Regions from separate parts of the Anser cygnoides genome. Here region 2 is linked to region 1. The links are chromatin contacts, called in public Hi-C maps. All regions are on one chromosome and are shown on one strand. Each heading gives the region's core, a stretch centred on a gene start, on an enhancer-like site or on the middle of the called end of the contact. The rest is flanking DNA. Distances are from core to core; before and after follow the strand shown.

What was found. A called contact is a pair of places that touch in the nucleus more often than the background predicts.
Region 2: a contact with region 1 is called in a Hi-C map of liver, with 2.2 times the contacts expected there. The contact joins the enhancer-like site here to the promoter of UBE2B in region 1. A contact is called at or near these places in 5 of 7 Hi-C or Micro-C datasets (fetal liver, granulosa cells and liver).

What each region holds. Positions count from the first base shown.
Region 1 is chr14:3,073,236-3,081,139 of Taihu_goose_T2T_genome, reverse strand. UBE2B (ubiquitin conjugating enzyme E2 B) reads right to left here and starts at 2,805. Exons shown (of 6, transcript XM_067005580.1): 1 at 2,649-2,805. The coding sequence starts at 2,692. LOC106032770 (a long non-coding RNA gene) reads right to left here. Exons shown (of 4, transcript XR_010834967.1): 3 at 7,711-7,815; 4 at 2,985-4,013.
Region 2 is chr14:3,211,401-3,219,304 of Taihu_goose_T2T_genome, reverse strand. It overlaps SAR1B (secretion associated Ras related GTPase 1B), which reads left to right. Exons shown (of 7, transcript XM_067005585.1): 7 at 1-3,477. Among named protein-coding and RNA genes, the nearest start is that of SAR1B, 17 kb to the left of the region's middle. Within about 2 kb of position 3,539, at least 1 of the 3 cell types and tissues checked has open chromatin away from gene starts, as enhancers often do. A contact at or near this core is called in liver, where this site is marked.

The DNA of each region.
Region 1 (7,904 bases), core at 1,556-4,055:
CAATGTAATCACAACAGCCGCTTTTTAGAAATCTTCTCTCGTTCCAAATTAGCGACTACCCCAAGTGTTACGTGCAGAGTAGCAATGATCCAAACACAAAACTACAAGGTGATGCACACCACGAGTGCCTCAGGCATCACACCAAAACACTGCGCCAGCCCAACGGGTTAAATCCAGTGTTCAGGGAGAAGAGCATCTACCCTCAAAGTAACTTACAGCCCCACAGCTGGGATTTATAGTACTACGCAGTAAATCGTGAAAGAGCAGAAAGAGTGGCTGCTGCTGGCTGCCACAACGCAGAAGAGCACAAGTTACAGCCAGAAGCAAGGGCTGCGCACCACGCAGTGATATTTACAGGGCACGCTGGCAGGAACCAAGGGCAAAGCGCCGTCACTTCAACTTTTTCTGCGTCCCCAAATCTGTGCAGGACGTGGCTGCGCTTGGTGTGAGCCTGCTTTGGCTGGCAAGCTGCCTGCTTCGAAAGGGAAGAGGGAGCAAGGGGGAAACCTGCGCGCTGCTCCCCGTCACCAGCTCAACAGATGTAAACATTTGTCTCTAAGGCAATAGTGGAAGCGTTTAAGTGCTTTTTAGTTCCTTAACCCTTGGCCTAGGAAAAGCACACCGCGCACTGACAGCTCCGTGAACTACGCACCCTCCTGCTGCCCATCCTCTGGGGCACCGCTGAGCGTGCAGGCCGGATCCCCTCCGAGCCGCGTTCACATCCCTGCTGTGGGCACACGCAGTTGAGGCAGCTCAGTACCCACAGCACAAACCACCTACTGCTTTGGTCAGGAGCAGGAACCTCTCCCGTGCCAGCCCGCGTGCCAGGGACGATGCCGGAGCGCTCAGCCCCACCAGCGGGGCCGGACGATGGCTCCGGGTTTCGGATCGATTCAAAAAGCTCGTCTGCGCCCTACTGCCAAAAGGTCTGACTCCCGAGGGGTTGTGGCAAAGACTGGAGGCTAAATTGATCCGCACAGGGCCGGGAAAGCCTTTAAAATTGTTAGGGGAAATGTATTTGTTGCCCCTTTTTTAACAGCAAATATATTTAAAAAATAACCTCTCTCTCTGATGGTTTAGGTAAATCAGATGATACAAGATCTGCTGGACTGCTCGCCCTCCACGACTCTTGACAATTGCAGCATGCAAAAGGAGTTTATATTTAACAAAGTGAATCACAGTTCATGGCGCACAGTCTGTTTTTTAGTATGAGGTAAGAGTAACATAAGGCTAAATAAAAATATAACTTAGGGGTAGGAAGGAGAGAAGTAAAGAACTGACAATGAGAAAGCTGAGTACGTTTTTGGGCATTAAAGTGGTCAAATATTCAATAAATAAATGTGCACGTGGTCCATGTTTCGCTGTGCTCACTTGGTTAAACCCCTCCATGGCTTTAGTCTTCTCCACCTTAAATTTCAGAATTATCAAGTCAGCCCTTCTGAGATCACAAGATCATAAAAAAGTCTGATCGCTGTCTTGAAACACTACCTAGTCCTTCTCCCTGAAGGAATCACTGATGTTTGGTCACTTGTGCAGCCTAACAACATTAGAAAACAACGAGTATCCTGTTGTGATTTGAACGGGAATCGAGGACCACCAGCCACCAAACACTAACACCCGAACAAAACCCGAGAATTAGGGCCTGCACCTCACGAATCCCAACTTTTTTGGGCCGATCAGGCCTTTTGGCACCGCGGCTCTGGGCAGCCACGCAGCCCAGCGCCACACAATACACGTCAACTGTTTACCGATGTATTTTCAGGTCCTGGTGTAAGACGGGCTCCGCTAAAAAAAGAGACGCTATCAAAGCTGACTCACCTCCAGCAACTTGGGAGCCGCTCCGGCCCGGAGCGATCCCACGACACGCTGCCAGGTTTACCAAAAAAAACAAAAACCACCCCAAACCACACACCGACTTTTTCCACGCTCCGCTTTACGGCCGTGTTTACATGGCAGACGTAGGAAGTAAGTTATCCCCGAGCCTGTGGTGCAGCCATTACCAATTAAAAGCCCCCAGCTAATAACCACTGCTGCGGCACCGGGTGCGTGGCACAGGGACCCCTGCTGCCTGCAAAAGGGGGGGGGCCCTGGGCTGGGCTGGGCGGCACCAGGCCCTGCGCCCCCCGGTTCTGGGGTGGTCTCAGGGCCCAGAAATAGGGGGGGGCGGGCAGAGCTTGGGGGGCCCAGAACTTGAGGGGGGGGAGACACCCAAACTTGAGGGGGGGGGGAAGTTGAGGGGGGGGGCCCAGAACCTGAAGGGGAGACCCCAGAACCTGAGGGGGGGGGGGGCGGGGAAGACCCAGAACTTGGGGGGGGGGGGGGGGGAGAACTGAGGGGGGAACCCAGAACTGAGGGGGGGGGGGGGGCAGAACTTGAAGGGAGGGGCCATAACTGAGGGGAGGGGGGGGAACTGAGGGGGGGGGCAGAACTTGAAGAGGGAGCCATAACTGGGGGGGGGGGGGCAGAACCTTTTGGGTGGGTGGGGGGGCAGAACTGAGGGGGGGGGGGGCAGAACCTGAGGGGAGCCCCAATCCCCTCGGCCCCAGCCAGCCCCCGCCCCCCCAACCCCAAGGGGGCAGCGGCTGAGAGGAAAGGAGGGGACACCCCGTCCCCCCCCCCACACACACACCTCCGCCCCCCCCCCTCACCTCTTGAAGTCGCGCATCAGCCGGCGCCGCGCCGGGGTGGACATGATGGCGGCGGAGCACAGTCCCCCCGGGCCGCAGCACCGCCTCCCGCCGCCGCCCGCACAAACAACCCGCAATGGCGTCTCCCTCCGCGGGGGGCGGGCCGCGCCGCCGGGCCCGTGACGTCACGCGGAGGGAGGGAGGGAGGCGGGGGGAGCGCTCGGCCCGTTCCATGCCCACCGCCGGGGGGGGGGAGGGGGGCGCCCCGCGGCACGGCCCACTGAGCTGCCGCGGGGGGGGGGGGGGCGCTGCCCGGCCTCACCTCAGGTTTTGGGTTTTTTCCCCCTCGTTTTTGCTTAGCGCCATCGCTGCAGCCTGCCGCTTCGAGGCCCTGGCCCAGTTCGCACGTGGAGGCTCGGGAGCCAGCCCCAGAAGCGGGATTTTGCTCTGCGTGTGCTGCCCTGCTCTGGGCTCGCGTTTTGGGAGGTCACAAAAACGCCACAAGACCCGTAACGAAGCGCCACAAATGAATGTCCTCGTCCTGCTGTCATGCTCTCACAGAGCACCGATCGCAGGCTTAGTCCAGCCCAAAGGCCCAAAGCGCCTTCTTCCCACGGCTCGTGCCACAGCCGCGCTTCAGCAGCCCGCTGGCACCGGCTGCCTTCGGGAAGGGGCTGCCCTGGGTACCCACACCCGGCCTGGCAGCTCAAGAACCTACCCTTCAAGGGCATCAACCCAAAATTGTAACCCCTTCTCCCACTTCAGTGAAAACATGCTTGAAGTGAGGTACACGCGTAAGAACTCGCACAAAGCCTGACGCTGCAAGGCAGCAAGCTTTCTCTGGAGGCGTAGGAGCAAGGAGCGATCCTTCCCCGGCCACCAGCACGCGGCTCCCCGCGCTCCTGAGAAACGGCTCCCACCACGCAGCCCTCTCGGCCCGAGTTGCCTCCTTCTCCCCACACACGTGCTTCAACTTTACATGCCGCCGCTGGTCCTCCAGCTTTTTGCAGTTTATATTTAGCTCCAGCTAATTCAGAAGGGAGAAAGTAGACTGTAAAAACCAAGCGCAAGCTTGGACCTGTATAAATAATTAACAGCAGTTCAACATCACTCGCTATTCCGCTGTTAACATGCGCCCTGCCGCAGCTTCCCGGGCCTGGCAGCGAGCACATCCCCTACCCAAAGGGCTGCTCGAGTCACCCCCAACACACCCACCCCAAAGCACCTCCACACCTCTCCTGGGGGCAGCCACCAGCTGCGTGGAAATGCCCCTCACAGGCACCGAACAGAAGAGTTAATTCTGAAATCCCACATCGTTTCCACTGGACTCCAGAACCTTTTCAGCAGGATCGCAACAGCAACAGTATTTCTTCTCCTTTGATACCACTGGGGAAGAGCAAAAGAAACAAGAGGTCACAGCAGCTTCCTTAAAGCTTCCCTTCTGCTGCTTCCTTGAACGCAGGCATCAGCCAAGCCCTTACCAAGCCCATCATCTTTATTTATTTTTAAATTATTATTTTTGGAAGAAGCCTGCTGCAGGCCAGCTCCAGGCCCTTCCGCAGCAGCTGGGAGGCTCACCCGCAGCAGGGCTGGCAGCGCACGAGCAGCCGAGCACGCCGAGTGCTCGCAGCAGAGGGCACTGATCATCTGTCCTCCTCCTGGGCCACACGGTGGGCTTGGACAAAGCCATACCCACCAGGATGGCCTCACGGGTGTTGGCATTATCTAATTTAAAGTTTTCTTTTCAGTCTTACTTGGCAGTTAAACAGGTGTGGCTGGCAACTTCATTAGGAAAATTGAAAGCTTTAGGTTTTTTTCCCCTCTGAAGAACCAGCTGCAATTTCTGTCCTGTTGATTGCATGGAATATGTAGGTGAAAAAAACTTGCTCATCAGAAATTTCTTTCTAGTTGTGTTTTTGATTCCTGTTTCTCCCCAGAAATGATATTTGATAAAGGAATACATTACACAGAAAGGCGGCACTTTGCAGCACAGCCATTCCATCTTAGTCTTTAATAAACATATTTGTGTAGAATTTTTGTAAAACCAGAGCATTTCTCAAATAACTTTGTCCCTTCATAAGATGAGAAGCTTGAGAAGTAAGAATGAAGCGAGCTGCGTGCTTTCCTGTTTGTTAGAGCAGTCCATGCTCCTGGTAACATCATGATTCCTTTTTCCGGGTCACTCACTCTTTCATGCCGCTGTGTCCCTCTGGGAGGAGATGTCTGCATTAACATCAGCCAAACCCACGACTCCAAACTTAGGGAAATGAACAAGCTGAGTCACCTGTTAGACACCACTTTTGTTCTCGCTCCTTGCAGCAGCCGAGGAGCGCCCCGGGTACCGTGCTGTGCCAGGTACCTCGCTGCTCTGCAGCAGGCCGCCTTTCTCCCCAAAACGCTCGGGAGCAAAGAGAAGGGCAGGTGGCAAAGAAGTGACTGACTTGCTCTCACCCTTAGCTCCTTTACAGAAGCAAGTAAGTGGTGCCGAAGTACAGAGGAGAACTGAGGGGTTTACCCCCAGTGCCTCCCTGCTGCCAGCCCCAGCCCCAGCCCCTGAGCCCGTTACTGCCTCTGGGCCCACCTCAAGCCCTCAGAAAAGCACCCTGCAGAAAACAACCACGTGTGGGGCTCCCAAAATATCTGGCTCTTCTAACAATTATTCCTTGAATATACTCCAGCACAGTGTGCAAGTATTTACTTGGTTTACTCAGGGGCACACCACCGACAAGCGAAGCCCAGGGCCACCACACCTGCCTCTCCCCTAGGAGCAGGGGGAATACCTCCCCTAGAGTAAAATTCAAATTTGGGGAGAAAGTTTTGACGTTCGTGGGAACGGTCTGTTTCAAGCAAATAGTGGAAGGGCACGTGTGAACGCTGGTGAGCTATGAAATACCCTGACTGCGGGGTGCTGTCACCGCGTGTACCTCTGTACAAAGGCACTTCCCTGCGTGACCTTAGCAAGCTGTGCGTGTTCTCCGTGAGGCGGAACCCCGGCTACGTCAGGCCAGCAGACAGAAAGCAGAACTGGCTGAAAGGCCACCACTTCTTCTTTAATCCAAAGGTCAGCTTCGTGGCTCAGACTGCGTGCTGCCCCGGCTTCCCCAGGTGGCGTTTTTTGTCAGCTGTGGATTACATCACGTTGCTCTGGCTCTCTTCCCAGGATACTGAGCGCACACTGGCCACAAAAGGGGTGGTGTACTCCTTATACCAGCGCTGTGCCATCCCCAAACAGAAGAGGGATTGTTCATGGTGCAGCGGGGAGATCTCCCGTAAAAGCTCCATAGGAACATTTGAGTTGGGACGTATTTCCACGAATTTTCTGCGAGAATTTTGGTCAGGACATCCATCACCTTGGATTTTCTCCTAGCTGGAGCCACCAGCTCTCACCCTAGCGTACTCTGATTCAATTGAATAACTCACCTGCAAGACTGAACATTAAATAAATGTTATTGCTTTCAGATCGAGATTCTTACTCCTTGTAGTGCTTCATAGATAAACTTTCAGATATTGAAAGTTTAATTATTTATTGAGAAACAGGTTTTGTTTCATAATAATAGTTTAAGACTTCCAACTGAAACGATCTGCAGAGTCGAAACAACACAGTAACGTGACATCTGACTGGACGATCAGAGGAGTATTTGGGCACTAGCAGTATTACTAGGGACTATTTGGACCCATCTCTGAAATTCTGAAAAGCTAAAAATGATTACTACTTTAATTTTGAGCCAGTCCATTTTGCTAAGCAACCACTTTACCAACTGTCTTCCCTGCTGTTGCAGTAGCTTGCTGGTCCTGCCCTGCTCCCATCTTGTCCTTCTTTTTGTACTGTCTCATCTCTGTTAATCACTGCTGTTTTGTCCTGCCATTGATAGGCAGGGTGCTGTGCAGAAATGCTTCTGTCTCTCATCACCTACATTAAGCAGTTGCTAATTGTAGTAGCATTAGGACGTGGATGACTTTGGGAAATTAGGGCACTCTGCGGCTCACAGAGTCAATTCTGCTGTAGCAGGAGAGGTTTTCTTGAAAGTCCATCCTTTCATGCCCTGAGAATTGCCTTTTCTAAAAAAACAAACAAAACCTGCTTCGTATTAAATGGATTTCTGGTTATTTATTTTTCAGGTTATACACCATGAACTTTTACATGCAATGTAACATCCAGCAAAAGGAAAATAATAGTATAGAAACTAAATTAAAATGGTGACCTATAATGTCTCTACACATAAGGTCGAAGATATTCTAAGGTCTGGTTTCAGACTGCGCGAAAGCAGCACAAGGTTTCTTTTTAAATTCAGCACTGTTATTGTATAAACCAGATTATTCATGATTTTCTACAAGTCTCTAGAAGATGGTAATCTATTAGACTCCTAGTTAATCTGTGCCAGCTTGCCCTGCCCATGATTTGACACATTACTCATATCAAAAGTGCCCGGAACTGCTGGTGCTGACCCCTGTGGTTATCAGGGGATGAGGGTTACACGAAGACCGACAGAAGGTGCAGGCCTTCTGGGACAAGGGCGCGTGGTTCACAACATGGTAACTTGGAACTGGTGTGTTGCTTTTTTTTTCCCCTCCAAGTGTGTAATTAGTTCCCACTAAATATTTTATTTTGCATTTTATAAAATTCTGCTATCATCCACTGAATATTATCAAATTCTACAGAGCAGGTTTGGAATTGCAGAGAAGAGTGGTAATTCCACTCCTTATGCTCTCATTCATACTGCTAGGTATCGATTGCTGTCAATAATAACAGTACACTGCAGCAGCTATTCTGGTAATGTTGAACTATAAACATGGAGGTAAATAGCTTAATAAGCACAGATAATTCCTTTATTCTCAAACCTCAAATACAGTCTACAGTGCAGAATGAGTCAGCTGGAAGGATCTGCATTTATGTATCCTCCTCCGAGAGAGGAAGTACAGCGAGGAGCACAGCAGTGCTGCGTGCTTGGATACATTTCAGACGTGAAGAGAGCAGGCTTTTTGATGAGAGATTTTAAATGTGTTTCAGCCATCCCCATGAGGATGCTAGTCTAAGAACACGGTATGCAATCTTTATATCTGTTTTCACCAGCTGATGTATTACCTGATTATGATGTACCATTTTTCGAGCAGTTTGACACCTCACCTTCAGGGTATTTTCATAAGGAGCCCAGCTTTGTCAGGGTGGTACTTCCTCGAGTCCAGCATCCTAAAAAGGCACAGAAAATATCCCCAGCTCACTGTCGTACTGGCAGATACAGTCCACATATCTTAGAGGAACTCTTACTATCAAAGTTC
Region 2 (7,904 bases), core at 2,290-4,789, 140 kb before region 1:
AACTTTAGAGTATATAACCATCTTTCAACGAATAATAAATAATTAGCTGATGGATAATTGCATGATGCCTTACAGTTTTCAATAATATACTTTCTTATGCAACGTCATGCAATAAATTTAAATCCAGTTTTTGGCGACTTTAATGGAAAATGTTTCATTTTAATGTGTCTTAACTAGTGAGGCTGTCTAATGATCTGAATATGGGGGATATTTTCCTGAAACACAGAAGGCCACAAAGTAGTTTCATTGTGTGTTAAGGAGTAAGGTGTTTCCTTCAGACTACCAAATTGCATTTATTTTAGGATCTTGCATTACTAGAAGAAAACTCTAATCCGATGCCCTTATAACTACCACCTTTAAAAAATACAAAATCTGTGTCAATGCAAATCATGAACTAATGTCAAAAGTGGTCTTACTTTACTGGTACCTTGAATTAAACCCCTGAAGTGACAAAAAATACAAATTTTACTGAAGAAATTAAGAAAGGTACTGCACTAAATTATTCTGTTCTCAGTTTAATTAGATTTGGATTCTGCCAGAAGATTTATCAGTGAAATTGCCAGGAAAAAAAAATTGCTGTTGTTGCTTGTGAAAATTTATCAGCCCACACCCAGTCGGACAATTCTATTTTTGGTGTTTTGATTTGGATTAAGGTGAATTGTTTTTCTACAGTTTTGCCCTGAAGCTTAGTCAATATAACAGTCGTTGGATGCCCAAGTGGCTTGTTTCTGGGGTAAAACTTCATTATCTTCAGTGTTTGTTTTCCAGACTTCTGACTGTTTTTTCCCCATCTCCCAGTGCATTAGCTCCCTGAGGAGAGGACAGGTTATTTTCTAAGAAGGAGTGGTGAAACGTGTATCCATCAGCTTCTTGTTGACACTAGCTGACATTGCCATGGAACTGTTATTTGTGTTTCTGTGTGCAGCAGGATGTTTTCCTCTGTGATGTAGCTAATGAAGGTAGGGTTTCAGCCTGGGAATCGTTGTTTCACTGTGGTGGGTTTGACTTTCACCATGTAGTGTGTTTCACCCTTGTGAAACTAAGAACTGCTACAAATATTCTTACTGAATCCCAGGACAGGGACTACTTCTCCTCGCAGTTGTAGGTCTTCTTTAAAATACTCTAGGCCCTATGTTTTCAATATCCTTAGCTGCAAAGGTATATTTGTCTGCCTTGATTTCATTTTCTCTCTTGAACTACTGGGCTTGTCTCTTGGATTTAAAGCCTATAGGCTTTAAAAAAAATAGAAATTTGGACCTTTTCAAAGCCTATAGAATAAAAGAGATGTACTTCTTGCCCAGATCTGGACTTGTATGATTGAATATTGATGATTAGTTCCCCGCAGTCCTACGTTATGCTTCTGAATAAGATCAATAATTCAGAACCTAACTAATATAGATTATAGCTGACATTTGTTACAGCAGTCTTATAGAAGCGTTAAGCCTAGTTTGTTCATGGTGAAGTTCAGAAGTGAGGATATCTGATAGCTTTTCCAAGAGACCGATGTGAAAGAATTCTGCATTTAAACTCTGCTGCAGAGTAGTGCCTCTGTATTGCATAAGACAAAACTGTAGATCAGAAGCAGCCTCTTACCAGTGTGGACGACATGCGAGTCGTTGCTACCTACGGCAGTTACACTTGGGGACATGCCTTTTTTTTCCCCCTCTCTAGATTTTTCTGATAACGGTTACAATGCAACAGCTAAATCAGTAGATGGTGTAAATATTAAAAATACTTTTTGCAGTCATACAGTGACATTGCTATGGGAGACTCGGGACTGTGCTGCCTGTACCGATGGAAATGAAGCTGGAAGTGGAGATGTTCTGCTGCCCTGCTCCTCACTGGGGTGGGGAGTGCCCGCAGACCACTTCCGTAGGCTGAGCCATTCCGTGGGCATTGGAAGAGACTGGGGTCCTCTTCAGCTGCTGTTCAACCAACTGTGAATAACGTGAGCAGTAAAGAAAGGGATGATAGTCTTAAAGTGTTAAAAAAGGACAGAGGTATACTGCTTTAAAAGTGTGTATTAAGGGTAATTCTTAGTGTTATGGAACTACTCAGATTTCATGTTTCATACTGTGAGATGCTAGTTTAAATGTGGTTGTAATAAGGGCATGAAGAAATTGGACCTTTTGTTTTTCTGTCTTGGTATTGTAATGGTTCCCATTGTGGGAACAGCTGAACAACACTCGGTTAAATACACAAATAATCTCACTGTTCCTTCGGTAGAGGAAATATTTCTTCTGTAGTTTACATTCTGCTGTGCACATGAATGTGAATGGGTGTCGTGTGTCTTTGTGTGAAGACTTTATTAATAGAAAAATATACTGGTGAGAGTTTTTCTGGTGGCTTTCATCCCCACCACCTCTACATCTCCCCGTTCACTTATTTCTAGAGGTTACTTATTCCTATGATTGCGACCAGTCTTACTTATAAAAAAAAAAAAAAAAGAGGGGAGGGGGCAACGTTCACCTCTGGGTCTGACTCCTATGAATTTTTTTTGCACTCTTGACTATGCAGACTTCAATTAAACATCACTTTAAAGAATGTGAAAAAGAAAACCCATTAATAAAGACGTTATTTATGAGGTGTCTCAAATTTGTTTTTACATCACCACTTCAAGAGAAATGAATGCAGATTTCTAAGATATTAATAACTAGTACTGACAAAATGGCCCATATTTCACTGCAGTGACCCCATACAGTAGCATCTGTGAGTCGAATAAGATTTATTCTGCTTGGATTTAATTAAACTTTGGTTTTAGTTTGTACTGTTTATCTGAGAGGCATTGCTATATTTCAGTCTAGGTTTAATAAATTCTTTAGCAACAATTATTGGCATTGGAAATGGGAAGGATCTTTGCGTTTTATTTGTCCTCTTGCCAGACCAAGATTATTTCATGAAGCGTGTTATCTAATGCTGTATTCAGTGTTCAGGTACTGTCATACGATGTGCCAAAGATGACCTGTGGCATTCACTGGAATATAATACCTGCATGTGTGTGGGCTTTATTGTATTTTAATAATTGGAATTGAACATCAAATAGAGCATTTGACATCTGCTTATTTATAACTAAAGTCATCTCAGAAAAATGATATTGTTGTTCTCCAGTCCCAGTGAATTCACAGGTCTACTTTAAGTAGAATTGTTCTGTCTTGTTCTCTCTTGTTTGTACTGTCAGCATATTTGGTTGTTACCAACCAAAGTCCAATATTTCTATTGACTACAACATGCTCAGAGTTCGTGTAAATAATGTAATCAATAGTTATGGACTTAAAAGCCGTATTTAAAACAGCCTAATCCACTGGCTGTCAGTGGGGACGTGTAATTTATTTGCACTTAGATAAACCACTTTTGCACTAGTATTTCAGTGTGGAACTAAACATTTTCTGTTTTGAAATGTGAGTGCTCTAAATGTTTAAAAGCATAATTTATATAATAAACTGCAGAAGAAAAGCTGAAGGAGAAAGTGGTCTTAAACATGTTCTTGATGTGGTGTTTATTGTTATTATCACATGCCATGCTTGAAATGTAAGTATCAGGAATAGAAAATAAAATTCTGAGTTGGAATTTGAAGAAAAAGAGTTTTAAGCAAGTAGTTCTTGACAAATTACATTAATCATGACCAGGAAGAAGCGTTCTGACCCAGTGCATGTTCTAGTGCTGAGTTTGGGTTTCTTCAGCTGGGTATAATAACCGTTCAGCCTCTCCTTTGCTAGGATTTCTGTTCAGGTGTGCATGGAATCAAATCCTCAACTCAGAAAACAGCATAAAAGGATGATGTTTCCTTTCTTGCAGGTTTAAAATAGGTAGAAAGATCCAATTTTACAGGCAAATGATAGCTGTCTTAGATTTCGGCAGACCTCTAGGATTTGCACTGTTGGTGGGACAGTATCGAGTGGGGATGCCCTGAGTTTAGGTGTTTGTCACCCTGTTTGCTTACGTGCCTCTCGTGTTTGACACAGCCCACGGGAAAGCATGTTGTTTTCTGTCATAAGGAACTATTCTCCAGTCCTAAGTATGTGCTCTCCTTAGTTAATTTTTTCCAAATCATTTTGCACTTGTCTGCTTCAGAACTAGAATTAGAAAATTGTGGTGAGCAGTTATGGTAAAATAATGATAAGAATGTGTCCCTTGCTTTTCTTATGACCCCATTTCTTATGGCAAGTGTGCCATCTGAGTAAGAAATTTGTAATGTTTTACACCCTTTGATGCATTTTTCATTTCAGGATCTCAAAACTTTCTACATGCTAATGCTGCCTCACCATTCTGGTGATGCAGAGAGCTCTTGTCCTTGTTTAACCTGTGAAGAAAATGTGGTCCAGAGGGATTATGTCATGCTTGGTCACTGAATGGAGAGAGCTCTCAGCCACCACCACCAGCAAGCTGCAATGGAGCAATGCCTTGGCTAGTCCACACACCGTTTGTCCGAGAGAGAAACTGCGATGCAGGAAGGGAAAAATTAGCTGGGTTGAAAGATGTCCTCTGGTCGGTGAGGAAAGAGGGAGAAAATTCTCTGGAGTGGGATTCCTGATGCTGCTCTGCCACAGCTTGTTTGTGGGCTGGTCCCAGGGCTCTATTTGGAAACGCTGGTGCTTATGAAAGGGGAGAAATCAGCAACTGGTGGGAGCTGTGTTTCCAATCAGCCTGTGCATGCTGGCGGTAATGCTGGGGTTTCTCAGGCTTATTTCTGAAATCCTTCCGGTACCCTGCAATTCAGCTTAGAAACCATACAGGGTTTTGCAGAGTAACTTCAAATTGCTGATCCCTGGTGGGAGCGTTCCCCAGGGACGGGGCTGGGGGCACTTCCTTCGTGCACATGACTTCTGACCAGAGATACGCAAAAGCTGCAAAATTTAGGACCGGATTTTAAGCTCTCTCGTGGGTGTTGGCATCCAGAGCTGGATTCTGAGTTCAGCCGAGATTATTGGTTCCAGCCCAATGCCTGAACGCCATTTTCTCACTGCTTTCCTAGAGCAGGATCTTGGTCTAGGTTCAGCTAAATTGGAACAGTAAAAGGAAGGCTCCTATATGTGCCAAGTAACTCTTCTATTCCTTCCTCTGTGTGTAGTATATAGAGATATAAAATATGTAAATATATGTGTATACATATATATATACACGCAAGGGATTTAAAATAAATCATTTCAAAATATTGTTACTGAGATGCATTAGCATGAAATTGCAAAGGACTTTTAGTGAAGGCCTGTGCTAAGTAAAAAAAATAAAAATAAAAATAAAAATAAAAAGGAATTTGCAGTAGAGAAAATAAAAGCTTTTACTGGTGAATAAATAATTACAGGAAATACTGTGGGAGAAGTTCAGACGTGCAGTTATAGCCGGGAAAGCAGCTGGAGTTCTAGGTGCTGCCTGGAGAAGCTGTATTTAGGCAGAACAGAAGGAGGCAGAGCTAATAGCACAGTTTGGCTTTTCTCAGAATTTATGCCTTGCTACTGGCATCTGAGATGCTTTTAGAATTGGTGGAAAGGGGTACGGGTGTTTCTACGAAATGAGATGTTTACTTGAGTATTTTTCAGAAAATGTGTCCTATCTGCTGGCTCCCACTCCTGGCTCTCTGTCTGACAGCTGGCTCTCTGCGCAGCTCAGACAAACATCCCCAAAAGAAGGTATGTCGATTTGATGTCTGCACCTGAAAATTTGTCTGTAAAGAGAACTTGGTTTTGATTTATAGTTCTTTTATTTTACTCCTCTTCTGGTCCTGCCATCTGCTGTTACCACTTCTGTAATATCTTTTAGTTTCCTAATCTGTAATTTGAATCGCCTCCTAAATTTAAAAAGCAATATGCCTTTTTTTTTTTTCCCCCAGGCTGCTGTGGGGAGAATTTTTCTTTGTTACGAATTTGATATTTAAAGTCCTAGAGAAGAAATCTGTAAAGGGTACCTCTGCCAAAGAATAAATTCTGCTTTTATTTTCATAGCTATTGTTAGACAGAATGCAAGAGAGAAACGGGAAAAGATTTACTCATTTTATTTGCTGGTATTTTGGGAGAAACAAGGGAAAAACAAAAAGCTCCAGTCATCATGGCTGAAGTTCACTGAGGTCCTGCAAGTTTGTTTGACAGCGAGGAATGCGTAACAGATCCGCACGCATGTGACTGCTGGATGAATGCTATTTATGTCTCTGTAAACATGAAATCATGAAATAAGCTCCACAGCAGCGGTGCTGGTGACGTCCTTGTCTGACCCGGCCAGCTATCGCTTTGGACTTACGCATCGTGGGGAGTACAAAGTGGACTGGAACTTCTTGCAGAACACCGTGCTGCTGGAAGATGTTTACTGAAGGGAAGTAGGTCGAGCAGTAAGGCCCAGAAACCACCCAGCATGTTACTGGATAAGAGGGAAGGCACTGTGAGATCCTATAATAACTTCTTACACACCTTGTGGACAGAACAGCATTTCACGAAAGCAGCGTCTAAAAAAAATTAAAAAAAAAAATCACCACGTACATGTTTACTTTTGTATGGCCCAGCTTTGAAACAACCTCTGTAGAACAGATGTGCAGCTGAGACTTCAATCCTTGCTGCAAAATAATAATGAAAAGTGTTTGCATCTCAAGATTGCAAAAGAAGGGGGAAGAAGGTGTGGGGAAAAAAATCACAGAATCACAGGAGGGTTTGGGTTGGAGCAGACCTCAAAGCCCATCTGGTTCCAACCCCCTGCCCTGGGCACTGCCAGGGCTGGGGCACCCACAGCTTCTCTGGGCAGCCCGTTCAGTGCCTCACGGTAAAGATTTTTTTTTCCCTGAAACACCCTTTTGGTTTAACACTGTCACCCCTCGTCCTGTGGCCAGGCTCCCTGGTGTCACCACGTCTCCTGGGCCCGCAGACCCCTGGCACAGGGCCGGGCCTGGCGTGTGGCTGGGTGCACCCATGGCCTGCAGGGCCAGGCCAGGCCGGGCCAGGCTGAGCAAGTGCTGGCAGGTGGCAGATCACCAGCGCCAGCCCCTGGAGAGCAAAAACACGGAGGAAAAAGGACCGGAGAGGTCCTGGATTGACTTTGTTCCTGGTTTTCTCACTTCACAGAAGAGGCAGTTGAACTCCAGCCTCATTAAAACAAATACCCGTGCAGACAGTGCCTCCAGAAGCATGGACGGTGGCCTTCCCCTACAACAAAATCTCCTGGCACTGTACGTGCCTTCATCTCTCTCCTGTGCAATATAGACTACAGGGCGTGTATTGCAACCCTGCTCCCTTTAGCCTATATTCCTATGTCGCCCTAGGGATTAATCTGCTCCTCGTGCTGCACTTAGGAGGGTTTGTGTGTTTGGGGCTAAGACTGAAAAACAAGGGGAAGGGGCAGCTCCCCCCTCCCCGAACCTTCTGCACCCCAGGAGGGGTCGGCAGCAGAAAGCTGTGCCTGGCAAGGAGGTCTCAGTGTGAGCACACACAAAAAACAGCCCAAAGACACACACAAATACAGCCCCACAAAGCCCAAACCCCAGACCAAAATTCACCTCACTCCCCCACAAAAATGCAGCCGTGCCCATTTTACATAGCAGGGCAGCTGTCTGTCAGCAGGGAAGGCTTAGTGACTGCTGTGGAAATTTTGGCTAGAGCTGACTTTCAAAAGACAGCACAGAGGAGTAGAAAGGCATGAAAAACTGAGCTATGTAAAATATCACATCAACAGACTACTTGCTGTTAGAGAAAACCAGGAATTTAGGCCCTATTTTAAGCTCCTCATGGTGTGCAACCCACTTTTGGAGGTAATTAACTGAAATCATCATAGTCGTAGGGCTTGACATTCTTTTTATCCTTCGCACAGGTTTTCAAGTGATGTTCTTGTGCTTTTCTCTGCTGCAGACGTTGCTGTTGGCGTCATGGGCTGCTCTCTGCGCCTTGTGCAATCCTCCTGCCCTTGAGATGGATCTCAGCCCAGCTGAATAA